Regions from separate parts of the Sus scrofa genome. Here region 1 is linked to region 2. The links are chromatin contacts, called in public HiChIP or PLAC-seq maps. All regions are on one chromosome and are shown on one strand. Each heading gives the region's core, a stretch centred on a gene start, on an enhancer-like site or on the middle of the called end of the contact. The rest is flanking DNA. Distances are from core to core; before and after follow the strand shown. Region 1 overlaps LNPEP (leucyl and cystinyl aminopeptidase). Region 2 holds the start of LNPEP (leucyl and cystinyl aminopeptidase).

Region 1 (3,994 bases), core at 678-3,177, 52 kb before region 2:
CACTGTTCCTTGCCTATGAGCTATCGAATTGTGAATTATTTGAAGGAGAAAACTAAGTTTTCATCTTTTTAGCACCTATCTCGGTGCCTGGCATTGAGCAGGCATTCAATACAGAGGAGTCACAGCTTAGAAGGGGTTTAGTTCAAACATAAACACCTAAGACAGAAATGGCACATTTGCTGACATTACCCTGGGAAAACCTATCAGAGACCAACACGTTCTCTTTCAGTAAGTATGGTTCAGCCAGTTTTTATCCAGCCTTGAAACAGCTTCCTTCCTTTGAGTCACTGGCTTGTTTTTATGGACCATGTTGTATCAAAAGTAATCACACCTCTCAGAGTGAAATGTTGACTGAGTGGCACACAGTCACCAATACCAACTAAGGGGATAACAGGATTCATGCCCCCAATGCCTATTCACTCAAGGTCACGTGCTCCAGAGAAGAAGCACTTACCCATGTTATTTAAACTGGTATTCTTTCTCTCCTTTTCTGATTAAGTATTAAGTTAAACACATGTGATATGACTAACCATGTATGTCTTATCAGTAAAGTATCAACAAGCAAAATATATATGTATGTAGGACGAGGTCACTGTGCTGTGCAGCAAAACTGACCCAATGAGCTGCAAGTCAACTATACTCTAATAAAAATTTTTAAAAAAGAATGAGGAGTTCCCGTTGTGGCTCAGTGGTTAGCGAACCCGACTAGCATCCATGAGGACATGGGTTTGATCTCTGGCCTTGCTCTGTGGGTTAAGGATTCGGCATTTCTGTGAGCTGTGGTGTGGGTCGCAGATGCTGCTCAGATCCAGCATTGCTGTGGCTATGGTGGCATAAGCTGGCAGCTTCAGCTCCGATTGGACCCCTGGCCTGGGAACCTCCATATGCCATGGGTTCAGCCCTAAAAAGACCAAAAAAAAAAAAAAAAAAAGAATGAAAGAAAATAGGCTATATGAAAACTATAAATATAAAACCACATGCAGAGAGCAAAATGAAAGGCAAAGTTTAAGCAATTATATTAAAAGCAGTAGGTTTTAAAGAGCAATATTCATTGTTTTTCAATTGACTGAATTAAAAAAAAAAAAAAGTCTTCCGTACCCAACTTGGGAAAGTAGGATATGGACAAAACCCAGCAGAAGATAAAAGCCTCAAAATAAAGATCTCAACAGGTGGGAAATGGAGACCTACTGAATAATTCATCATCTGGAAAAAAATACATTGGTAAACTCTAAACCCAAATTAATTTTAGTCTCTCATTAAAACACTGAAAAACTGTCAGCACTTTCTAAGAGGTTAAATAGATTTCAGCCATAATTGTCTTTATGTGGGGCTTAGTCTACATAACACATGCATTAATCCCAGAAATACAGAACTAACATGGCATAAAAATTAAATGTAAAAAAAAAAAGCTTTAAGAAAATGTTTTAAGTAAACAAATGACCAAATTAAATGTATGAGCTCTGTAGTTACACTGCCAGGTTTAAATCACTGCTAGTTGTATGACCTTGAGCAGGTATTTAACCTCCATCTCCTCATCTAAAAAATGGTGATAAAGGTCGCTCTTACCCTAATAAGGTTGCTGTGAGAATTAAATGAGCTGATACACATAGGGCTTATTTTAGTGCCTGCCACAAAACAGGTGTTCAACAAAGGGCAGTTATTATCATTATTACAAATAGAGTCCCATTAGAAATGAGGTAAAATATGTGTGAGTGGGGCATCTGAGGCAGCAGTTACAGGAAGAAGAATCAAGTGTTAGGACGGAAGTTAGCCATTTGAAAAAATGGCGCTTTCTAAAGTAACTATGGAAGCAACCTCACCTCTCACGTCATGTGGCCAAGGGTACTTCACCAGCCCAGCACTCAAACACCTGCAGCCCTTGGTACAGGGCTGTAACCATAGCTTACTAATTCGGTGAGCACCTGCCAGAGCAACTACAGGCTTTTCCTGCAGACGTACACACTTCCTGTTTCATCCCCCCTCCCAGGCCAGTGTCAGCACAGAACAAAACAGAACAAAACAAAAGCCTGACATGCTCCTCCTAAATCTCTAACCACCATGATACATAACTGCATCAAGACCACTTAGACTTTGAGACAAGTCTTCATTCTCTCTGCCTATCTTTTTCCAGACTTATGTTCCAGTCAAGGCAATCACCCAGAAGATGCTATCCCAATAGAAACACCACCCATATATCCCAGATTCCTCCTCAACCATCCTCCTGCTACATACACCACTGAGCCACTCCCATCACTTGTGTGTGAAAGCACCTTTCCTTAGAGGAAAAGTAAAGGGAAAAAAAAGAAAGTCACATGAAGCAGAAAGCTGACCAAAGGATCCACTTAGTCCCACTCCTGGAATACAATGATTAGGCAGAAAGGTAGTTTGGTATTTTCTATTCTCTTTTTGTTTAATAAAAAAAACATGTTATGAATTCTCACTAGAAATAAATCACTGGTCACTATAATTATTAATATAATTATTATGATGCTTGTTTTAAGAGCAACAGAAGCAGTAAGAAATAAAGAGAGCAAACTAGCTCCACAAGGATGTTTTGTGCAGCACTCTGGTAAGAGCACTTCAAACACTGATGGATGCCAGTCAACTGGCCCTCAGGCCTTAAGACCTACAACTTAAAACTTTTCCTGCTAGATCTCTTACTTAGATCTAAGAGATTTCTAAAAGATACATAAAATGTGTGTAAGATCTCCTGGTGAAGTTTCAGAGAAAAGTTAAGACTGGGGAATAGCAGATTTGTTAGGTTTAACTTACTCTGTTCCTTAATTTAATAAAAAGTAAGAATTAGATAAAAGCAAAATCAGAACCAAACTTCATCCCCCCCCTCAAAGAACAATAATAAGGCCTGTAAGATTTACAAAGAAAATACTGCAATCTTCCAACACTAATTTTCCTGAAATACACCAGCCTTCCTCAACAGACAGGTGAACACACACAAAAAAGCACAAATTCTTTTAAAAAAAAAAGACAAACACCAGAATGAAGTTTATCCAGAACAATTAGCTGGGACTTGAGACTTGAGGAGAATGATATAAATGATGTATAATGTCCCTAGCTGGTGGAAGTATACTTGAGGTAGAAATGCTGTTAATGCAAATTTGGAATTAAGTCCATGTTCCTGACTTAATATGACTAAAATAAAATAATGATTTCACATGGATAATACTATTGAAGGTTCTGTTTGAATGTTAAATAGATGTGGTAGCCATATCTGACTAACCACCAATGGATTGAGAGTCTACAAATTAGACCTGTTATGGTAAAAACAAAACCAGGCAGTGGCAAAAACAAAGCAAAAACCTCAAGACAAACTGATAAAGCAGTGTATTTTAAAACTGGCCTAGGATTTTCTAAGTAATTATGGCATTCCTAAATGTATGGCATTTAAAGGAACACTGAAAAGTGGACAGAAATGATAAAACAAATGCTCCTCTTTTTTTTAGGTCTTTGACAATATAGTAGTCTTTATCAATGAACAGGAGACATTTAATAAGCTGCAGTCAACTTTGACATTTTCAGTTGTTTGCTAAGACTGACATGAGTAAGTGAAGCCCTACTACCTGATTTTTGAAGCTTGTGAAATAGGCCTAGTGTCAAATATTACAAAATAGAATCCATCCTAGAGATTACAACATTTCAGTGTACCAAAAAGCCTTTTTAGACTCTAAGCCTGAATTTCTGATCTCCATACCTACTGAAATTATGTCACTTGGCATAAGAAGCAGTATATTGTGGTAGTATGATTCTGACTACCATTTACTAGCTAAGTAATCTTGGGTCAATTACTTAACCTCTCTGAGACACTGTTTCTTTATCAGCAATATTAGGCAAATGCCTCCCCCTCATTTAGTTTATAAAATAAAAAGATGTTTGTAAGTAAGAGTTTAAGACATCTGCTAACACAGAGTATAATTTCAAACATGCTAGATTCTTCCACATTCCCTAATGAAAAGAGAAAATTCATAAAAAAATGTTT
Region 2 (4,212 bases), core at 1,158-3,657:
TTCCGACCTGAAAGTTGAAGCACTGCTTCTTTTTTGTTCTCCTCTCTGGGACTTTTCCACTGCCCTTCCAAATGTGACAATTTGCAAATATTCATATCAAGAGCAGCATATGCCAAGGAGAAAAGGCCCCAGTTTTAAGACTTGAGAATGTACTTTAATTCTGTGGGCACAGGTTCACCAAATCAGCTGGCAATAATCTTGACCAAATGGGTGACTCAGCCTTGTTGTGGGGAATGTTTTGTTTTGTTTTAATTTAAAGGCAACTTCACATTTAAAATCCTGCAAACAGGGAAGCTCCAAGCGTTCTACCTCAAACAAAGAAAAAAGCCTTGGAATACTCATCGGAAAGGATTTAAGGATTTGTATTAGAAATGTTCTACACCAAAGTACCAGATGGTCTCCAGGGTTCCTTTCAGCTCAAATCTCCCTTATTTTTCTTAGTAACTGTACTAGACTACTCTTGGAGCCCTAGTAATTACAAATAGAACCTGAATGAGAAAGAAAATTCAGAATTAATGTTATCATCATTAAGCCTAATTAAATAGTACAGACAGGAAGATGGCAGTAGAATAAAGCATTCTGAATTATGGACAGGGAGAATATAATGAGTGGTTCCCAGGCCCATGAATGAAACACAGCAAACAGCAAAGTCTGGATAGGGTCTGATACAAAGTGCACGTCTCTGACTCATGGATGGCAACTGACCCACTCAAACAGGGGTTCACTTTGCCATCCATTAATGCGACAAACCATCTACCATTAAGTAATCAACCACCCGCAGGAAAGTGAAAGGTCAACTAGAAAGTGAATCTTCTAATATTGGTGTGAGTCCTCCCTTACTGGCTGTTTCACTACTTTCTGTCCCCAAAGGGATTCCAAATACTGAAAGCTGCAAAACTGTAAGACATCTCACTTCTACATTGTGACTCCCGCACTTCTGGTCCAAACAGAAGCCATCGTTTTAAGCAGGGTGGGATTTATTCCCTCCTTTCAGTAAAGGGCTGTGGCTGTTTGCAGGGCATCCTGCAGGCTCCTGCTTTGACTCTGGCCTCAAGTCACATTGTGATATCATTGTGACGGACCCTTGATATTTAATGAGTCTTCAACTGAAAAACTGGTTATCGGAAGCCAGGGAAAGGAAGCTTGAACGCTCTGCGTAGTGCCTCCGCATCAGACTGGAGGGTGGCAATGCGGGGAGGAACCTCCTGGGAACACAGCAGGGGTGATCAAGCCTTTCTGCAAGTTTCTCCTCCTTCCACTAAATTAACCTGCTAAGCCCCCACCCCCACCCCGTCCTATTAGGAAAAGTCACGCCGGCAACTCGCTGAAGGACAGGGGGATAGCTCCCGCCGCACCACCGAAGTTGTCTTTGGTAAGGGCCGCGGCTTAACTCTTCCTGCCCAAAAGCTGTGGCCAACACCCCCTTCTCCCGGGCAAACGCAGCTGCCAACTTTCCCGTTGCCCCCTGATCTGCGCAAAACAGCCTAAACTTTGCTGTTCGCCCACCTGGGCGCGCAGCAGAGCGTACGGTCGGGCCACACCGACGACGCCCCCACCCTGGGCAAGCGATGGCACTGACCTTCACACCACTCCCCAACTCCGCGACACCGGCCGCCTCCCGCCCCCTCCCCCGAGCCTCGAACTGCTTTCCCCGTCCCTCTCCACTGCCCCTAAGCCCTCACGGGAAACCCGCGGTCGGTGCGACTGCAGCTCGACCTCGCGTGTCACACTGCCCACGACCCTCTTGCCCCAGAGAGCGTCTGACCCCGGGTCCTCCGGCCGCCCACTCACCATTGGTGAAGGGCTCCATCTTCCCCCGGCCGCAGCTCCTTACAGCAGGAGCGTCCAAGCTTCCTACTCCGAACGCTGAAGCGGCCCTACCAACTGAGCATGCCCAGCGCAGCGCCGAGGTCTGTCGGGGAGGTGCCGCGAACAGCGGCGCCGCTCCGCTCGCTCGAAAATCCACAGCTCCGTGTTTTAGCGACAGCTGCAGAGAGCGAGGGAAACTAGAGGAAAAAGCACTGCACAGGCCCCAGCGGATTCCAGGGAGTGAAGAGGAGGGAGAGGGTTAGATCTGGGGGCGGGCCGGGGGGGGCGTGACCGGAACAAGCCCCGCCCCTGACAGAAAAGGCCAGCAACTCGGTCTGTTTCAGTGCCCAGAACAGCGGTCAGTCATTAAGCAAATGTGATAGCCTATAACGTCCCGGCCAGGCCCGGCCCGGCCTTAGGAGCCGGGAACCCAGCTCCGCGCTGGTAAAACACAGTCATTGCCTCCGTCGAGGAGACATTCCAGAGACAGATAATAAACAAACACAAGACACACGAGATTGATATAAATGCCCAGCTCAGCATTAAATCTAGGTGATGTGACGGAGATTGAGTGGGTCGCTAATTCGGATGCTTGTTGAGGAGAGGCCTGGAAGGTGCCACTGTAGCCAAGATCTGAAGGCAAAGCAGGATCTATGGACGAAGGTCGCTCCCGGACTGCGAAGCTTCGGTTTCCCTGGGGAGTGTGGCCCCGGGGAGCTCACTCTGCTAAGGCTTGAGGGAGCAGGCACTGTGGGTCGTCTTGGCAGGGCTGCTGGCTCACATCACAGAGGTCCCATGCTCTCGGTGGCCTGACTGAAGTGGGGGAAGACCCCCAAGGAGTCTGGGCGGCTAGCGGATCGGGGCGCGGCATCTACAGGCAGGCGGATCACAAAACCTGGCACTGGATCAGACCGGGGCCGCGGGAGCCGCAGGATGTGGGCTGAAGGCCTGCCCCGCCAGCCTTAAATCAACACCTGCGGCTCCCCGGGGTGCAGCCGCTGCTGCAGGTGGCCAGGCCAGCAGAGCTAGGCCGGAGAAAGCGAAACTCTCTTTGTCGCCCCCGCCCTCCAGCACTGGAGCCCTCAACTCCAGTCTCCAGCCCCCATAGTTTCCAGTGTCAAAGCCGGGCGACCCGGCGAACCATTGAAATGAAATAACCAGGGGCCTGGGGAGCCCGGGTGATGCTCTTCCAGGCCTCACTTCATCATCCCTTGCTCTCTGTGCGGATCGCCGCTATGCTGCGGAGTTCGGGGCGCGCTGCATCGCCTCCTGCCCCTCATCGCTCTTCTGTCCTCCCCAAACGCAGCCTTGGCCTCAGCAGCAACTTGGCTCCCGCTGTGCCTCACTGCGCCTGCCAACTGTCACACGCTTCTCTGAGGCTGTCAACAGCAGGGCGTCCGGTGCAAACAAGCCCGTGGCAAGCGCAAACAGCCTGGGCAAACAGGGCTGGCAGTACTGTTTGTTGTTTGACCTGCGTGGGAAATTGAAATTAGGTTTCAAAGAAGTAAAATCCAAGTAAAATATTGTATTTTGCAATATTGTATTCTTAAATGTCTGTTGAATTAAATCACCCACTTGCGCTTTAAAATCTCCAGTGGCTACCAATCACACTTAGGATAAAAGCGAAACTCTTTCCCTAACTCTAGGACTTTATCTCCTACACGTGCTTACTATGCTTTGTCCACAGAGGCTTTCTGGCTGTTCCTTAAAGTCGCCAATTTACATTAAACCATTCCAACTGCATGGTCCTCATGGAAGAACTGTTCCTTCTGCATGGTACTTCGACTGCTGGTTCCTTCTTGTATTTTAAGTCTCATCTCAAAGGGCTTCTCTGAGAAGAGCTCTTTCCTGGCCACACAATGGAAAATAGGTGCAAACATGGTCTATTCTATAAAGACTGGGTTCTGCTTTATTGTAGTCACAGCACTTAAGGCTCTCAACGTTTTGTTTGTTCTTACATTACTATGAATCTTCCTCTCAAGAATGCAAGGCAGGGTCATTACCTTTATAAAGGGCTGTATCCTAATCCCTAGATAGATACGCAATAAATAATTTGTGAATGGATGCAGTGGTATTTAGAGTTCTAGTTCACTTGCAATGTTTAAAACCGCCTTCCAGAGAACATTTCTATATTGAGTGGTGCCTTTGTGATCAGTGCAGAGAAGGTGTCTGTATCATATGATACCTCCAAGCTGTTCTTTTCCCATTGTGTTAAAGATAATCAGAGCCCTTAGGCTACCTCCTCAAACCTCCCACCCCCAACAGAACCAAAAATAGGAAGTGAACCACAGGGGTTGGTACATAAGTGGTCAGATATGATATAATATAGGCAATGCTGGATTTTGTCAAAAGGATCCCACACATTGCATTGCCTAGATAGGAGGCTCTTACCTATATTTTAGG

What was found. HiChIP or PLAC-seq counts read pairs in DNA pulled down with a chosen protein or histone mark.
Region 1: a contact with region 2 is called in an H3K27ac HiChIP or PLAC-seq map of alveolar macrophages. The contact joins the enhancer-like site here to the promoter of LNPEP in region 2. A contact is called at or near these places in 5 of 47 Hi-C or Micro-C datasets (blood, embryonic fibroblasts, retroperitoneal adipose tissue and 2 more) and 1 of 2 datasets of contacts at active chromatin or transcription factors (alveolar macrophages).

What each region holds. Positions count from the first base shown.
Region 1 is chr2:103,618,509-103,622,502 of Sscrofa11.1, reverse strand. The region is part of intron 4 of LNPEP (leucyl and cystinyl aminopeptidase); the gene reads right to left. Among named protein-coding and RNA genes, the nearest start is that of LNPEP, 52 kb to the right of the region's middle. Within about 2 kb of position 1,927, at least 7 of the 83 cell types and tissues checked have an H3K27ac peak or open chromatin away from gene starts, as enhancers often do. A contact at or near this core is called in alveolar macrophages and retroperitoneal adipose tissue, where this site is marked.
Region 2 is chr2:103,566,561-103,570,772 of Sscrofa11.1, reverse strand. It overlaps LNPEP (leucyl and cystinyl aminopeptidase), which reads right to left and starts at 2,407. Exons shown (of 18, transcript NM_001105291.1): 1 at 1,792-2,407. The coding sequence starts at 1,810.